Regions from separate parts of the Mus musculus genome. Here regions 1, 2, 3, 5 and 6 are each linked to region 4. A link is a contact called in public HiChIP or PLAC-seq and promoter capture Hi-C data. All regions are on one chromosome and are shown on one strand. Each heading gives the region's core, a stretch centred on a gene start, on an enhancer-like site or on the middle of the called end of the contact. The rest is flanking DNA. Distances are from core to core; before and after follow the strand shown.

Region 1 (2,700 bases), core at 35-2,534, 340 kb after region 4:
TGCAGAAAGTAGAGCAGAAGACCCATCGCGGGCTAGAGAACCCCGGGTGAAGGAGGAAGTGGGCCGTTCACCTACCTAGTGGGTCAAACTAAGGGTCCAAGCAGAAGCTACTCTGAAAGACAGACCTTTGAGAGACACTATTCCCCTAAGTGTACCTGGCCATCACCCATCTCCCAAACACACAGGCATGCCTAGGTTAGAACCCGGGTCATATGGCCCATGTGTGTCCTCTGGTTTATATTAGGAGACTCTGAGCTCACATGCACCCCTCTATGGGTCCCTGGTCTGAGTATGGGCGAGGAGATTCCTGTGAGAGACAGTTCGGGAGGAGTGGAGGCTGCAGGTACCACAGGGCAATCCTACCTTGATCTTGTGCAGAGTTCGATCCATCTCCACAGCCTGCACCCACACAGACACGCCGGCCTTGCTGTAGGTCAGGTTCCAGCCCACCTCGGCCTCACACTCTGACCGGAAACTGCGGAAGTCCTGGTCATCGGGCACCTGGACACTTTCACGGCCCAAGGCGGGCCGAGACCCTTGGGGTTCTGTTGAGGCAGCTGGCTTTTCCATAGGGAGCGTGGGGAGGCCCGGGGCCCTGGTCCTAGTCCGACTCTCCTGGGTCCTCCGCGGAGGCTCAGACAACGTCGACGCGGCTGCAGATGCTGACGCCACCTTCCTGGGACCTGCAAGACCGGTTTGGGGACCAGAGTCAGTGCGCTGGGGGCGCGGGTGGGGCTAGCCGGGGTCCCGGACCAGCGGACAGCTTGAAAAGGGCAGGTACTGGCCCCAGGCGGTTGTGCACCGGCACAGGACAGTCACTTGGGCCACCCTCCCACAAGGAGCGACCTCATACTTCCCTGGAGCGGCAGTAGGATTGCTGCGTAGCGGGTGCAGGAGCCCGCGAGAGCCGGGCGGGACTCTGGGGGATCGCAAGTGCGGGTCTGGCACGGAGTCCTCGCGCGGTGCTGGCCGGACTCGCACAACTAACTCAGCAGCAAGCCGCGCGGGGCCGTGGTGGGGGCGGGTGTGGTGGCGGAGTCTCACCTGTGCGGGCTTCTCTGCCGGGGCCCGCCGGGGCCGGTGTGCGAGCTCTTCCGCCGCCGCCGCTGCCTCCGCTGCCCGGGCGACCGGGGGCCGCGCGGGGACCCTGGGGGGAGGAGCAGTGGGTCCCGCCGCCGGCCCCGCCCCGCTCCGCGCCCCCCGCCCCGCGCGCCCCCTCCGCCCTCCTCCCTCCCGCTAGGCTCGGGGCTCCCGGGCTCCGCTCGCCTCGCTCGGTATTTTCCAGGCTGCGGAGGTAAGAACTGCGGGAGCACCGAGCCCCGCCCCGCCCCGCCCCGCCGGGTCCTAGCGCCCGCCCCCGTAAGCCCCGGGGAAGGGGCAAAGTCCGGGGAGAGATGTAGACTATCAGAGGACCGGGGACCTGTGAGCAGGAACCACATAGCGAAGTAACAAAGTAGCCTGGGCTCTCAGAGTAAGGTTGAGGTGCCAAGAGAGATTCTGGAAGTTAACTGAGAGCCTCTTCTCTACTCTTCGCTCCCACCCTTGCAGGTACACGCTTCTGCAACAGCTTATTCACACACACAACACTTCAGAGATTCAAGGGTGGGCACACACCCTCATGACAATTGAAAGACTAACTAGCAGGAATAGGGATGACAGCCCCTCAGTAACTAAATTAGAAATGGCGACAGCCTGCAAGCCCCAAGAACCAAGAGCATAACAAGCCTCCTCCACACACCCAACTCAATTTTCCAGTAGGGTGTGCAAACCCAGCCGGAAGTTGATCCGACTTTAAAGGCTCAAGGTTCAAAGGCTGGCCAGAATTTGGCAAAATTTCCACTTCAGCCTCACTCTGGCCAGAGAGAGGTCCTGAGCCAGCAACCTCTTACATCCCTATTTGGCAGCTTCCAAACCCACCCCTCTTTAGCTCTCAGCCATTTACCCACACCTCCCCTAGGCGAAGACCAGTTCTCAAAAGCACAGGGCTGCAGAACACTGGAGCACAGGCCCCCTCCACCCCTCTGTAGAATAGAGTGGACCAGAGCTCTACTCTGTAGCCTGATGTAAATTCTGTCCACTAACTCTTCTGCCTACTCTTCCATTCTGGGAGCCCTGTCCCATCTACCCAGTGAAAGCTAGGGCCAGGCCAGTATGAGCATGGCAGTCTTGTCACTGTCTGGGCCAGAGACGAGCAGGGAAAGCCTTTGGTGTGCTCCTCTGGATATTAGGAGCAATAAGTGACTACCACTGACCTAGTAGTACCAGAGTCTGCTAATGGCTATTCCCACCAGTGCCAGAGTACCAAGCCTCTGCCACCCAGGCTCCTTCTGTGCCCTCTGCATTCTCCCCCTGGTCCCTCAGAAGTCACCTCTTATCTCCACCATGTAGATTTCTTTTCTTACAGGTGTTAAAAGAAAACCGCAGACTCAGCACTGTAGGTTCACAAATAGATGTGCTTTTTTTTTTTTTTCCCTGAAGTGCTCAGGGCTCTGAGATCTTTGTAAATCATGCCCACTTTTAAAATAAGCAGGAAACTGGATGTGGTAGCACAGACCTATAATCCCAGCTACTCAGGAGACTGGGGAGGAAGACCCAAAGTTTAAGGCTTTCCCTGGGCTGCATATTCCGTTCAAAACCAGCACAGGCAACAAAGTAAGACTTTGCCCCCCCACCCCAAAATGTTTTTAAAGGCTGCCGGGC
Region 2 (2,700 bases), core at 75-2,574, 360 kb after region 4:
ACCCCAGTATCTCAAGGCTTGTCCCCTGCAGGGCCTAGAGGGCTTCCTGATATTGCCTTTTCCCTCCCATCGGTTTATTTCTTAGGGATAACCAGGTCTGCCTTCCCTAGCTAAAAACAGGGCTTGAAGCTGAACCTTCCTCAGTATGTCATATTGTAAGGCTAGGCCCACTGAGTCTCTCCTGTCATTCTTTTTTTTTTTTTTTAAAGATTTATTTATTTATTATATGTAAGTACACTGTAGCTGTCTTCAGACACTCCAGAAGAGGGAGTCAGATCTCATTACGGGTGGTTGTGAGCCACCATGTGGTTGCTGGGATTTGAACTTCGGATCTTCAGAAAAGCAGTCGGGTGCTCTTACCCACTGAGCCATCTCACCAGCCCTCTCCTGTCATTCTTTACCACAGCCTGTATCTGCAGAATTCTTTGCTAGAGACAATTTCATTACAATTCCCCGTGAGCCCAGATTCACTGTCAAATGTACCCACAAGAGATGTCTGTGCTGTCCAAGAGAGGCAGCAGATAGGCCCTGAGTTAGAACTCTGGGTTGCTGGCTAGCTCAGCTCCCTACTACACACAGCTGCAAACGAGGAAGCCTCTTCTCTCCTCTGAGCCTGGGGTTTTCCAGATAAACGGAGTCTTTTCTTAGAGCCCTAAATTTTGCTACCAACTGGACCTCTAAATCTTGCTCCTCCCACGGACAGTTCTGCGTCCTGTCCTAACAACTCTGAAGCGCTGGACCTTGAATCTAGGCCCCCGCGCAGGGTTAGCAAAAACCCTATCGCTGAGCTACTCCCAACGCCCGCCTGCATTGGAAATTTTCATGTCATCAGACCATGTCTACTTGTTCTTTCCAGAGCTTAAGAGTCCTTTTGTCTCCGCTCCCTCTGGGTAACGGTCTTAGTTGGTCCTTCATAAACCCCCACTCAACTGTCACCTTGTAGGTGACAGTGGGGCTCCTTCAGGCAGTCTTCTCTCTTAGACTGCTTGTGCCTGGTGCTTGTCTCTGTACAGCCCCTGGTGGTAGGGTCTCCCCTTCCGGGGTAACTTAGTGAGTTCTGCATCCTCAGCTTCTGACACTGGTCCAGGCACCAAGAGGTTAAGGAAGGCGACCTTGAGGCCCCGCCCTGGACGCGCCCACAGGCGACAGGGAGGCTTCAATCCCTGCTGCTTACTCCGGGACAGAAACGCACACCTCTGGGACTGAGGGTTTTTGCTGGGCCGCAGCAGCACCTGCTTTGAGGTGTCCAGATCTCCCCGACAAAAGCGCTTGGTACAGCCCGGGGATTCCCCGCTGCTGCCGCCCTGACGTCATGGAGTCCCCGGGAGGCTCCGCCCCCCTGCTCGGGCTGGAGCTTTGCGCGGCCGCTAGGGACTCGGCGGCCATGGCAGGACCTGGCGCCCCCTGCGATCCCTGCGCGCCCGCCGCTGTCTGGAAGCGCCACATCGTGCGGCAGCTGCGGCATCGGGACCGCACGCAAAAGGCGCTCTTCCTGGAGCTAGTGCCGGCTTGTGAGTGCGTCCCTGGGGGCTCGGGGATGACTGGCTTTGAGGAGGTGGGACTCCCCGCTCGGGGAGAGGGCTTGTCCCGCCACTCGACTTGTGACTCAGGGCAGCGGCGCCGTCACGGTTCCCGAGGGCTTTGCGTCTTGGAACCTGTTACGCCCCTCTCCGCATTGGCTTGCCTGCTGTTTCCAGCTCTGGTGCTGCTTAGCCCCAAAGACTCAGCTCTGCCTCCCTTGAGCATCCTAGACACAAGCTCTGTCTCAGTGATGGTTTTGTCGAGTCCTTCTTTCAGGCCGTCCCTAGGGCAAGGCCTGGTCAGTCCATTTGGTCCCAGAGCCCAGTTAAAGAAGGCAGGCGTGGCCAGAACAGCCACGGTAGCTGAAAGGAAGGAGCGAAAGTCTCTGGTAGGTTCTGGTACGGATAGGTTATACTGGCGTACGTTCGTGGAGTACCTCAGTGCCTAGCGGATCGTAGCTCGAATGGGGCTCCGGGTTCCTTTAGGTTGTTTGTCGCGCGGCGGAAGTTAAATTCTCATGTGGTTATTTCTGGGCACTTTGGCTAGGAGGAGGAGATGTGTGCACTCCATCCGAGGAACACTGGAGTGCATCTGTATTTACTGCCTTTTGGTGGACTGTGATTGTGTGTTTGAGGCTGAAAGTCTAACCATACTCCCTACTTCTTCCTCACTTGGTGCTAATTTTGATGCACCCACGCAATCAAATTTGTTTTCCTTGGAACTTTGTGAGGGCTGGCCCTCTCTTGGGGTTGGATACCTCTACCTCCAGACAACCCCACTTCTCCAACTGCTCTGATGGGCAGTGGGACTATCGGTTTAAGGGAGGGACCACCCAGGAGAACTGCAAGACTGGGAACCTAGAGACCCAGGTCTGTGGTTTGGGGTAATTCAAGTCCTTTACCTCAGATTTCTTACTTGCAAATGAGGCACATTGTGACCTTGTATGCCGGGGTAGGGGTGCTTGCAATGCCTTGTGGTCTCAGGTAGTTTTGAGAATTTGTCAGGGTCCAGGAACCTCAGACAGAGAAGGAAGGGAGGTGAGGATCTGGCCTGAGGTTAGCAGCCTCAGTCTGCCTGGAATTGGTTTAAAACAAAACAAAACAAAACAAAACAAAACAAAACAAAACAAAACAGCTGGAAGGAATGTGGGTGAGGGGGTCCAAGGTCTAACCACCTATC
Region 3 (2,700 bases), core at 31-2,530, 310 kb before region 4:
TCTAGGACAGGCGCACACATTACTCCCTCCAAACAAAAACACGCTGACATCTATGAGGGGAAAGAAAGGCGCCAACTCCCGGATGTTGGCAAGCTCTGCGCAGGGCCAGCGCCTGTTTCTCAGTGTTTACTTGCTCTCCCTTTCCTCTCCCTCCCCTCTAAGGATGGCGCAGCAAAGGGAGGTGAGGGGGATGAACCACCCCACCCTCTCGTCCATTTTTTTGAAAAAACAAAACAAAACAAAACTAACCCGAGAAAGAGTGAGGGAGAAAAAGTCTTAGTGCTGGGGGCCTTACCGGACTCCTAAAGCCAAACGTATCTACAGGTTTTAATCCGCCATTAGCATTTAAATCTTGAAAGGACAGGGGTAGGGGGGGGCAGTGGAAAGTAACCCCACACACAAAAGAAAAGTTGTTGGGTTTCTTCTCAGTCGGCCAGGCAGAAGCAATCTTCCTGGCTGACAGCCAGAAGTGCGTCACAGCCAGGAGTCTGCTTTCTTTAAAGGCACAGCGAGCTTCCGCGCGGTCTGGGAGCAACAGCGAAGCCAAGAGCTCGGGGGGGGGGGACGGGGGGGGGACGACGCCTACCAGGAGGACCCAGGTGAAGCCTGCCCGTGCCCTAAAAACTGAGCAGGACGTGCGGGGGCGGGGAGAGTGGCTAGGGCGCAAGCCCGCAGGCTCCATTGCTGAAGGGAGAGCACGCGCAGCAAGGGCTGGAGGCTGTGGCGTAAACACACAAAAACGCACCCGCGGTGGCCGGCCTCACCAACCTGAGATGGCCAGGACACTCCCCCTTCGCTGCTTTCCAGCAGGGCTTAAGGCAGTAGCAGTGACGGCCTGTCCACCTCCGAGACCAGCCCTATCGGGCAGGCCCAGAGCCGCCGAACCCACGGCCAGCCCCTGGCGGGAAAGGCGCCCGGCGCAGAGGAAGCCTGGGAGCCGAGCGCAGGGGAGCCGCACGGCGCAGGCCTTGTACAGGGGCAGCTTCCTGCGGCGCGGCGAGGGGGGCGTGTCTGCAGGCGCACGGCCGCCCGCCGGCTCCCCGCCACACAAAGCGCAGGCCTCCTCAGAGCGCCCTGCCTGCCCGCCCGCCTGCCCGCCCTAGGACTTGGCCACCCTAGCCTGTTCTCCGCAGGGAATCTCTTCAGCCCCTACCTTCTGCGTAGCAAGGCCAAGATGCCATGCTGTGTGCCTGCTCCTCCCACTCCTCCACCCAAACGAGCGGCCCAGGCAGTTTCTAGCCGCGGAGCGTAGGCCTCGCTCTTCTGTCCCGATAGCTGCGCTATTGTTGACTGGAATGGCCGCCAAAATCCCAGCTGTGCTGCCAGAACCTAATCCGCTGTTCCTGTGGGCATTTGTGGGGAGGGGCCGAGGGGCCAAGGCACAGTTCTGAGTATGGCAGGCGCTGGCTAGAGCCCTCAACAGGCACAGGGACTCATCATCCTCAGAGTCTGCTGCAACTATATGACTAAAAGAAATGTCACACTCAGACAAGATCTCGACAGCGTTGCCACCCACTGGACACCTCCTGGGATAGTTAAAGGAATTCCCTCACTTTACAACTAGAAACATTTAATGAAGTATGTGTAATGTATTGCTATTAAATATTGTTAATACCCATACAAGAATTATACCCAACGTCTGAGCTAGGGTTACAATTCCACAGATCAGAAGTGACTACAAGTTTTATCCCAAGATGGTACATGTTAACTCATATAAAAGATGTAAGGAAACTAACCAGTTTAGATGAGGGAAGGATTAGAAAACTGAAGTAATATTTTAATCTGGATCTTCAAGCACAAAATCAAATTTTTCCTCTCGGGAAAGGGAGAAGAAAGCAGAAAGGTGTGGTAGCAGTGAGAGACCAGGTGTCAAAGGTGAACTGAGGTCAGAATTGGGAAATCTTGAACTTCAAGGATTCAAATAAAGGATCTGGGATGGTTTTAACAGAGAGCTGTGGTATGAGCCAGATTAACCTGACAAAATGGTTCTCTGGCAGCAAGGTGAGCTAGGAGGCTACCCAATAGATAGGAAGGTGTTGAGGACACGGATGGTAGAGAATAGTTAAAAGAGGAATGAGAAGCATTGAGGAGAAAGAAGCTGACAAAAAGCAGGAGACTCAAAGCCACCATGGTGCTGTGTGCTTACAGTCCTGGCAAGTGGGAGGTTGGAGCAGAAGGCCAGCCTGATCCACTCACTACTAGAGTTCCAGCCCAGCCAAGGCAGAGTAACAGCCTATCTCAAACAAGACAAAACTAGGAGGAGCAACTGTACCGGGAAGAAAGTACATGGCATATGTGAATCACATGTGAGGAGGAGATGGGGGTCTGAAGAAGAAACAGGATATAATAGATAGTAGCTAATGCTTACTAAGAACCTACTAACATGCCTCAAACCATCCTACTGACCTATTGGGCATCATTTCATTAGGCTTCAACACCTCTTTATGAAGCAGGTAAATTACCACTCAACTTTAAGATGACTTTTTTAAAAAGACTTATTATTTATGTGAATACACTGTCACTGTCTTCAGACACACCAGAAGAGGGCACTGGATCCCATTACAGATGTGAGCCACCATGTGGTTGCTAGGAATTTAACTCAGGACCTCGGAAAGAGCAGTCAGGTGCTCTTAATCGCTGAGCCATCTCTCCAGCCCTACCACTCAACTGTAGACATGAGGAAGCTAAGCCACAAAGTGA
Region 4 (2,700 bases), core at 192-2,691:
CTACTTCAACGCCCTCTTCAATAGAAAGGAAACGCAGGGCAGCAAAGAAGGATTAAGAGTCCAGATTTACAAAGACAGTACAAGATCCTCCGTGTCCTTGTTCCTCATCCAGAAGTCCTTTCTTTCCAAGCGGCCCCATCTTATTAAACAAACAAGGGAAGGTCAAGGCGGTCTCCAATCTTGTTCAACAATCTCAGAGTCTGGGGTGCATGGGACAGGCAGGCACTGACAACTGAAAACCTGAGAGGTTGGGCTCAGCCAGGCCACCCTTGCAGCTCCTGCTCAACTCTAAGCAACTGAGGTAAGAAGCCAATCTGAGTTAGCTACCTCCACCTCCTCCCTCCCTCCCCCACTGCTGTAAGTCTCCAGAGAGCAACTTTCAGCCAACTCCCTGTCCCCCAAGGCTTCACACACACACCCTCCACAGTATCCAGCTCATCTTAAACATGACACTAAGCAAAACTCTAAGCAACTAAACAGACTCTGAACTCCAGGAAAGGTCAAAATATTAGAGCACTGAGAGCTTGCCTTCATTAGACAGTGGGGAAACTAAGATTAGAGAGGAACATGGGGTCAGGCTAGCACCAGAACCAAGTGTCCTCCTTCCTTGGACCTATGTACGCAGAAAAACATGTAGAGGCGGTCCCTAAAGCTGTTGAGGCTTCCTGGAGACCTCTTGAAAGACTAATGGACAAGATATAATATTGGTACATAAAAGGACCGGGCTGTAATTAGTCAGTCCAATGTCCCCAATTATACTTGTATACAAACTGATCCCAAAGAGGGTGCTAGACCTACGATGGGAAATGATGTAACTTCAGTGAGTTTTCCATCTGCTGCTCCTGGCAGCAGAAGGTAACTGGGTTTCTTCAAGGTAAGGTTATGCGGGTTTAAATTTACAAATACCTTCAACCTTCCAAAGGAGTCATGACCCACCCACCCACCTCTCCCTTGAACCCAGTTTGACCCCATAATCACCCTTGTTGGATGGATTCTTGCTGTAGCACTGAACCACCAGCGCCATGGCCAAGGCCCACATGCCCAGACCCGTCTTGTTGGGGACCCCATTCCAGCTGTCTTGTCCCGGGAGTGTTTCTTCGGGGCTAGGACCGCGTTCCGACGAGGCGGCAGTCAGGTATGGGATCTCGGTGCGTTCTCCACGGCGCCCCCAGGTGGCTGCCCCCCGTCCGGGGACGAAGGTAGAAGATGCTCCAGGGCGCACCCAAGCGGCAGCTCTCAACCGCTGCGGCTCCCCGCGGTCTCCGGTGACAACGCCACGGCCGTAAGCACCTCCCCGGCTTTGGAGAGATGGAGATTTGATTAACCCTAGGAAGAGCCGAGGCGCTGGCGTGGTTCTCCTCAACACCGCGGACAACATCATGACACCTGCTTCTAAAACCCGCTGGTGCCGGCCCCTGTGCTAGCCACGATCAACATGGCTGCCGCGGCGCGTTCGAAGACGCCGCTTATAAGGTGGGACTGCGCACTACCTCACGGGAGTGGTAGTCCACAGCCCCAGATCTTTCTCTAGCTGGAGACTAAACAAACTACATTTCCCCGAGGGCTGTGGAATGACATCACAATGACCGCTGACAGCGGAGCTGGAAGAATGTTGGGAAATGCAGTTCGGGCAGAGGGGCGTGGCAAAAAGGAAAACTCTGGTGGGGCGTGGCAATTAGGATTCAAGATTCCAGAGCCCCGTATTTGTATTAACACAGAACTTTAAGCCCTGCCTTTGGAAGGTGGGAACCTGAAAGAACGGGAATTCAAGGTCTGGGTCAAAATCACATTCTTGGTCTAGGTCAGCCCCAACTGTGTAAGATATCAAATATCAAATCAAAATATCGAAAATCAAAATACAGGAATCCTAGAACAACTTCCCTAGTGTTTAAATAAAATTGCATTTTCGATGAAGACCTGTTAAGTAACTTGTACCCCTCCCCACTTTTATTCTGAGTTGCTATTGCTTTTCAAAAAGATGTTGAGTGTTGGGAAAGGTGGTGTGTGTCCTTAATCCCAGCATTCCAGGCAAAGGCAAGCAGATCTCTCTGAATTTGAGAAAGTCTAGTTTGCATAGTGAGTTTCAAGATAGTCAGGGTTATGAGCCAGAGAGACTCTGTCTCAAAAGACTTTAAGACTGTGTGTGTGTGTGTGTGTGTGTGTGTTTAAAGATGTGTGTGTGTGTGTGTGTGTGTGTGTGAGTGTGTGTGTGTGAGATCCTTAGGTTTGGCAGCAAGTGTCTTTTATAGTTGAGCCATCTTGTTTGTTACATAATAGTGAATCTATGAATTGTGTTTCAGTTGATTCCTTCTGTAGTTAGCTGACAATTAGCTACTCATATATCTGTGTCTGGCCCCTTGTGTCTCACAGAATTACAAAACTGGGTTTGGGATTGTCTGGGGTGTTGTTTTACCCTGGCTCAAAGCTGTACCTTCCATAGAGTTGCTCCTGATCTAGAGGATACAGAGAAAGCCTTGTAGGCGGAATGCTTCCTGCTCTTGCATTAGAGCCTCTTGAGCTAGATCGAGGGAACAGTTTGTCTGGGCTGCCAGGGCTTCTGACAGGCCCAGGTACTTTGCTGGTTGGTATCCAGTGGTGCCTAGCTGGCTTGTTTGAATTGTTAAAGCAGGTTTTGGGGCTTTCCATTAGCCTGTTGGCTGAGAATAGGTCTTAAGCCTTGGTTTGCATCTGTCCCACTCA
Region 5 (2,700 bases), core at 10-2,509, 440 kb before region 4:
TTCCCTGCCCTGAGCTGTCCTGACCTCCTCCTCTTCCAGGCCTAGCTCAGGGCCCACCTCTTTCAGAAAGCCCCAGAATCCTTTGGGGGCTCTACATCACTTTGTGCTGACTTCTCCTGAGCGCCCCAAGCCCCACCCCTGACCTGTGTAGGAACCGGCAGTAATCCCTGATCTCAGGCCAGGACTAGGCAAAGTCACCCGAGTACTTGCTGATGAAGGAAGTAAAATCTACAAACACCCAGCTTCAGGTAGACCTGCAGATGCTCATGGGTAACTGGGCTGGGATGGAGAGACTGGCGTCCATGTGTTCCCTTTTGAGTCAGGTTCTGTCACTCTGAAGGCAGATATGTCAATCACCTCTTTGGGCAGGGTGATTTTTCTGCCCTCCACTGCCAGAGGTTTTATAGCAGCCTGAGCATTGGGAGCAGTGAAGCTCAGGTCTCACAGCTTCAGCTGCTGAGCCCTCCATGTCCTTCAGGCAAGATGATGACCCCAGTCAGTAATCCCGGAAAATCCGTGGAAGCCCACCTCTTCTCTTGTCCAGACAGCGCACCCTATCTGTCAGCGCTGGCTCCCGTCCATTAGAGAACGGAAGCCTCGCTAAAGCCTGCCTGTGTCCACCACATACCCTCATTTCTACAGTCACTTCTGGCCTCCTTTTGCTCAGTCTGTGATGGAAGACTCCCCTCCCCCCAGTCTCTGGTAAACAGGCTAAGAGGCGGTGTGAGCATTGCCAATCAGACAGCACCTCAGAGTAAATAGATTGCTTTCCTTGGTGACCAGTGTCACGGGGGAAATGCAGCAGAGATTGGTCTGGGACACTGGGAATTCTCCCTATTTCATTTCATTTCATTTTATTTTTTTTTATCTTATTTTATTGAGACAGGGTCTTGTTAGGTATCCCAGGCTGGCCTCTAACTTAGTCTCTGGCACAGGAGAGCTGAATCCAGCTTAAAAATCCCTTTCCACAGGCAAGGGAGCTGCATCCCCTATCCTCTGACCCTCGGTTTTCCTTTTTCTGGCCCTCACTCAACAGTTCCTTCAGGGAATATGACCCCAAGGCTCTCCTCAAAAACCCCAAACTTCCCCACATCCACAAACCTTCCTGGGATCCAAGGATCCCTAAAACTATTAATACCATAGATTTTAAATCAAAAAAGTTCCCTCCCTGCTCCCTATGCGAGGAGGTGAGGTAGCCTTCTGGCCTTACCTAGCCTTCTCCATGGCGGGCAAAGCTGACCTGGTCTCCTGGGATAGACAGGGCAGGGAGGGCAGCTTTCTCTTTTATACTGTCTATTCCCTACCCCTCCTGCTGTCGCCACACAGCTGCTCAGAAATGTGACACTCGTCTATTTCAAGCTGTCTCCTTGTCAAGGCTCAGGAACACTAGCCTCACCCCAGTGTGACCTGGGCCAAAGCTCTTCCCAAAACAATAAGAGCTGCCGAATACAGAGGTGTGGAGGGCAGTGTTGGGGGTGTTGAGGAGATGGGGCTGCAGCCCTCTCACCAGGCTTGGTTCTGGACTCTGATCACCCCAACTCCACACATCTCTCCTTCCATTTTGTTCTGTGGTGGTGGTGGTGGTGGTTAATTGTTGTTGTTGTCTTAATACTTTCTTTCACAAAGTCCAGGCTGACCTTGATCTTGAAGCAATCCTGTTGCCCCAGCTTCCCTGCCGATTGCTAGGGTTATAGGCATGTACCACCACAATGCATGTTCTTTTTTTTTTTTTTTTTTTTTTTTTTTCAAATTTTTATTAGGTATTTTCTTCATTTACATTTCAAATGCTATCCCGAAAGCCCCCTATATCCCACCACCACCCTGCTCCCCTACCCACCCACTCCCACTTCTTGGCCCCGAAGTTCCCCTGTACTGGGGCATATAAAGTTTACAATGCATGTTGTTTAGGGCAAGCTTTGTTCTGCCCTAAAGAACCTAGCTTCCTGCTGGATCTCTGACTCACCGTGTGACCTGAGAGGATGCTGCCCCTCTCAGGATCCCTGACCCACACGTGACCAGATTTGACTCCACTTCTTGGAGTTCCGGGTGCTAGGATATAAGAAAATCCCCAAGCCATAGGCTGCCCCCACACAGCATCTGCTGTCCCAGAAACTGCAAGTACCTGAATTCCTCCCAGAAAGGGAGGATGGGGTCAGGAGGGAAGGAAGGGATCACTGCTGGACATAGTTTGTTTTTCTCTTTAGCCTTCAGGAAGGATTGGAGGAGAAAAGAGGCTTTTGGGTGAAGGAAACTTTATTTGGCTGACAATATGAGGTGGTAAAGGGTGGTGATGGGTAAATTCATGAGCTGGACTGGAGAGGCCTTATCCTATGCTAATGGTGGCCCCAACAGGAGGCATCTCTAACCCTTGGTGTTAAGAACGTCCCTCCTTCACCTTCCCGCAAGCTGGGTCCTTCTCCCATTACACCCAACTGGGCATCTGAACTCAGAACTAGGTTATTTATAGTCAAGCACAAGGGAGGTGCGAGAGAAAGCTGTGTTTACAAACATGGGTTCAGCTGAGCCGGAGAAGTCTGGAAAGGGAATGTCTGAGGGGGTGGAAGGGGTGTGGCTGTTCCTGGACGGCTAAGCACTGAATGTCATAAATTCCCTTCTACCCCGGCCCTTCGGACCAGGGTAGGAGACAAAGAAGGTTAAGAGTAGGGAAGGAAGTGGGGGTGGGGTGGAGGGTTGATGCTG
Region 6 (2,700 bases), core at 32-2,531, 350 kb before region 4:
CAGAGCAGACAGACTAATGGATCTCTGTTTTCTGCCAGTCATCAGTGTGCCCTTGAAGCTAAGAGGGGATTCCAGCCCAGGAAACGTCCCTAGGTAGGCTTGGTCATTTGTGGGTTTTTCCCAGGCCTGACGTTAAGAATGGTGAGTGCATAGGCAGAATGAGGCCTGAATAAAGATGGGCTCTGAAAGGGGACTTCTGAGCAGGCCTAACTGTAGTCCTGGAAGTCTGAAGAAAGGGGGAGGGCATCATGGGTCAGCAGCACTGGGTGTCTAGAGAAATTTGGCCTGGCCCATTTGAAGGCAACAAGAACCAAACAGGATCTTGTCATCACATCTGAATAAAGCTCCATGAGCTGGCTGCAAAGCTGGACACGCATTTGCCTTTTTTTTTTTGCCACCTCTTTCCCGGGCCCCCTGGGGTATCTTGGCTTCTTGCATCCCACCTGAGAGCCGGAACCTGGAGCCATTGGTCCTGCCTTCTCACCCATCCTCCCTCTGTGAGAGTGTGTGTGTGTGTGTGTGTGTCTCCTGTCCTACGGCATCAGGGGCCCTGAGGCCTTCACCCCCAGTCTGAGACTAGTACCCTGATACCCCCACAACTCAGCCTGTTCTCTTACTCAGCTGTGGCTTCCTTTTTCCCTCCATCCTCAGAGGAATGAGAGCTGAGCAGAAGGCCAAGAGACAGGCTACTCTTCCTTTGGTATTTGTCCTCCCCTCTCCCTAAGGTGAAGGCTACGTCTATGTTTTACCTTTAGTCTTGTAAGGTACAGTGCAGTTCCTCGTCCTGCACCCCTACCCAAACCCCAGTGGAATGAGAAATCCCCCAATGGCTGTGTGTGGATGCACAACTTCTGGACCTAACTCCTAGAGATCCTGGATTCTGAGGGAGTTTTGCCCTGAATTCAGCAACCTAGGTGGTAGAGGGTAGGTGGACTGCTCAAAAGAAATGTGACTGTGCCACATAGAAGACAGCTTTTAGCCTCCTGCATCTGAACCAGGTATGAATCTATTCCCACAGGTCCTTCCAACCTGCTCCATCCCACTTGTCACCAGTTCTACCCTCTGGTGACAGAATCACAGACCTAAGAGCACAGCACTTTGCCCCAAGTGTGCGCATTGGTCGTTCTGCCCCAAGAGGTTCTGGCACATGCAGGGAGCATGGCTTCAGGGTTTTGTTTGATTCTAATTTTGTTCTTTCCAAGTACCAGTCTCTGAGCTACTGGAGCCAGTGTTGCGGAAGTGCCTTCCTGGCTATTTGGGGTCAGCTCTCGCTTGGCTGGGAGTTTTGTACACGAGCCAGGCAGGGAAGTTGCTCCTTCCTGTGGTGAGATTTTCTTGGGGCCAGGCAGCTATCCTGGCTGAGCCTTAGAGCTCCAAGAAGCTATTCGGGGCTTAGGAGCCAGGTAGGAAGATCTAAATTTACTGAAAACGAACCTGTACAAGTGGCTGTGGCTGTGTGTGAAGGCTGGTGTTAAGTGATACACCTGACCTTGGGGTGAGGGATGGGAGTGGGGGAGCTTGAGAGAAACTACGATATTAATGGGCCAGTGAGGCACTGAATGTAAAAAGGTCAGTGGTTCAATTTGGGGTTCCCAGTACTAATAAATACTGCCTCCTTGGAGTTTGTTCTGGAGAAAGGAAAGTTGGCTGTGAAGGGTGGAAGGGGCAAGACAGGTACAGACCTGTGAGAGACTCATCTTTCTCACCCCTTCGCTAACCTTAGAGAGAGGGGTGAGGTAGATAGAGGATTCCTGTGAGTTTGGAGAGGGGCCCATTCGGAACAGCCTGCTTTCGATTGGGATTCCTAGCTAAGAAAGTGAAAGTGAAAATAGGTGCTCGATTTCCTAGAAGCTGACTGCTGCCTGCCCTTCCCAGAAGGAGGCTGGCAAGCTGGCAAACGGACTGTTGCTTCCCAGGTAAGTCCCTGGCTTTTAGTACTTTCTCTCCTTCCTAAGGGGGTATAAGTTATATAAGTGCTGTTTGGAGCTGGTATGAGAGAAAATTGTTACTATTAACACCAGCAGTGCCTTAAGTGTGGATAGCCCAGCTGGTGGCTACAGGTCTGCCCTCTAAACTACCAGCTCAAATGGGTGTCAGTAACACTGCCTGAGGGAAAGAACACAGATGTAGGGCTAGCTGACTTTTACTTATTTTTTTCCAGAGGAAGTCACAGACACCAGACTTGCTTGCAAGTCATCATGACCATGAGACACTGCTGGACAGCAGGTGGGACATTAGGCTTTGTGGCTCTTAAAGGAATGGAGCTATGTGGCTAACTCTGCTACCCAACACCCCCCACCCCAAGGAAGTTCCATCCAATTCTTCCATTGCTGTAAGCGCCTATGTAGCTACTTTGGTTCTGGCTCCATTTCAAGGCTCCTTTGCACTACATTCAGCAGAGCCGAGGGGTGGGGGCTAAACGGTCTCCACCCACTCAGGTTCCTGGTGAGAACCTAGGAGTATCTGGGTCGAGGTCTGTTCCTACCCAGGTAGCAGCTTGTCCCCAACTAAGATGGGTGCTAGAAAGCTGAGCTTCAGTTTTATTTACAGCTGTAACTGTTTGTTCCTCAGGCCCCAGTTCTTGGTGGGTCCTGCTTTTGTATGTCCATGTCATTTTGGCCAGAGCCACATCTGCACCTCAGACAACTGCCACTGTCTTAACTGGAAGCTCAAAAGACCCATGCTCTTCCTGGTCTCCAG

Evidence for each region. HiChIP or PLAC-seq counts read pairs in DNA pulled down with a chosen protein or histone mark. Capture Hi-C pulls out chosen DNA fragments and counts their contacts.
Region 1: an H3K27ac HiChIP or PLAC-seq map of embryonic stem cells shows a contact between it and region 4, with 10 read pairs. The contact joins the promoter of Stard10 here to the promoter of Clpb in region 4. A contact is called at or near these places in 1 of 15 datasets of contacts at CTCF or cohesin (large pre-B cells), 2 of 484 Hi-C or Micro-C datasets (CD4 T cells and regulatory T cells) and 2 of 115 datasets of contacts at active chromatin or transcription factors (embryonic stem cells and pancreatic cancer cells).
Region 2: an H3K4me3 HiChIP or PLAC-seq map of embryonic stem cells shows a contact between it and region 4, with 9 read pairs. The contact joins the promoter of Atg16l2 here to the promoter of Clpb in region 4. A contact is called at or near these places in 1 of 39 promoter capture datasets (hippocampal neurons), 1 of 15 datasets of contacts at CTCF or cohesin (large pre-B cells), 5 of 484 Hi-C or Micro-C datasets (B cells, CD4 T cells, embryonic stem cells and 1 more), 5 of 115 datasets of contacts at active chromatin or transcription factors (the SCID.adh cell line, embryonic stem cells, large pre-B cells and 1 more) and 2 of 9 other capture datasets (adipose tissue and liver).
Region 3: a promoter capture Hi-C map of liver shows a contact between it and region 4. The contact joins the promoter of Numa1 here to the promoter of Clpb in region 4. A contact is called at or near these places in 2 of 39 promoter capture datasets (embryonic stem cells and neural stem cells), 1 of 15 datasets of contacts at CTCF or cohesin (pro-B cells), 20 of 484 Hi-C or Micro-C datasets (the Ba/F3 cell line, the C2C12 cell line, the N1E-115 cell line and 12 more), 21 of 115 datasets of contacts at active chromatin or transcription factors (the NIH/3T3 cell line, the SCID.adh cell line, T-cell acute lymphoblastic leukemia and 16 more) and 4 of 9 other capture datasets (adipose tissue, liver, macrophages and 1 more).
Region 5: a contact with region 4 is called in an H3K4me3 HiChIP or PLAC-seq map of bone marrow-derived macrophages, with 7 times the contacts expected there. The contact joins the promoter of Art1 here to the promoter of Clpb in region 4. A contact is called at or near these places in 11 of 39 promoter capture datasets (the C10 cell line, the HPC-7 cell line, cranial neural crest and 7 more), 4 of 484 Hi-C or Micro-C datasets (bone marrow-derived macrophages, cortical neurons, embryonic stem cells and 1 more), 14 of 115 datasets of contacts at active chromatin or transcription factors (the NIH/3T3 cell line, T-cell acute lymphoblastic leukemia, bone marrow-derived macrophages and 10 more) and 3 of 9 other capture datasets (liver, macrophages and pancreatic islet).
Region 6: an H3K4me3 HiChIP or PLAC-seq map of stem cell-derived neural progenitor cells shows a contact between it and region 4, with 4 times the contacts expected there. The contact joins the promoter of Il18bp here to the promoter of Clpb in region 4. A contact is called at or near these places in 21 of 39 promoter capture datasets (the 3T3-L1 cell line, 3T3-L1-derived adipocytes, the C10 cell line and 12 more), 3 of 15 datasets of contacts at CTCF or cohesin (the NIH/3T3 cell line, pro-B cells and stem cell-derived epiblast-like cells), 6 of 484 Hi-C or Micro-C datasets (the N1E-115 cell line, bone marrow-derived macrophages, cerebellum and 2 more), 18 of 115 datasets of contacts at active chromatin or transcription factors (the 230-238 cell line, the NIH/3T3 cell line, T-cell acute lymphoblastic leukemia and 13 more) and 3 of 9 other capture datasets (adipose tissue, liver and macrophages).

The regions. Positions count from the first base shown.
Region 1 is chr7:101,319,697-101,322,396 of GRCm38.p6, reverse strand. Stard10 (START domain containing 10) reads right to left here and starts at 1,284. Exons shown (of 7, transcript NM_019990.5): 1 at 1,045-1,284; 2 at 364-683. The coding sequence starts at 570.
Region 2 is chr7:101,300,712-101,303,411 of GRCm38.p6, reverse strand. It overlaps Atg16l2 (autophagy related 16-like 2 (S. cerevisiae)), which reads left to right and starts at 1,324. Exons shown (of 18, transcript NM_001111111.1): 1 at 1,324-1,511. The coding sequence starts at 1,385.
Region 3 is chr7:101,968,423-101,971,122 of GRCm38.p6, reverse strand. Numa1 (nuclear mitotic apparatus protein 1) reads right to left here and starts at 1,280. Exons shown (of 25, transcript NM_133947.3): 1 at 1,154-1,280.
Region 4 is chr7:101,662,492-101,665,191 of GRCm38.p6, reverse strand. Clpb (ClpB caseinolytic peptidase B) reads right to left here and starts at 1,441. Exons shown (of 16, transcript NM_009191.4): 1 at 979-1,441. The coding sequence starts at 1,381.
Region 5 is chr7:102,100,302-102,103,001 of GRCm38.p6, reverse strand. It overlaps Art1 (ADP-ribosyltransferase 1), which reads right to left and starts at 1,259. Exons shown (of 5, transcript NM_009710.4): 1 at 1,211-1,259.
Region 6 is chr7:102,016,813-102,019,512 of GRCm38.p6, reverse strand. Il18bp (interleukin 18 binding protein) reads left to right here and starts at 1,281. Exons shown (of 7, transcript NM_010531.2): 1 at 1,281-1,403; 2 at 1,849-1,916; 3 at 2,162-2,226; 4 at 2,572-2,700. The coding sequence starts at 2,199. Rnf121 (ring finger protein 121) reads left to right here. Exons shown (of 9, transcript NM_029211.3): 9 at 1-376.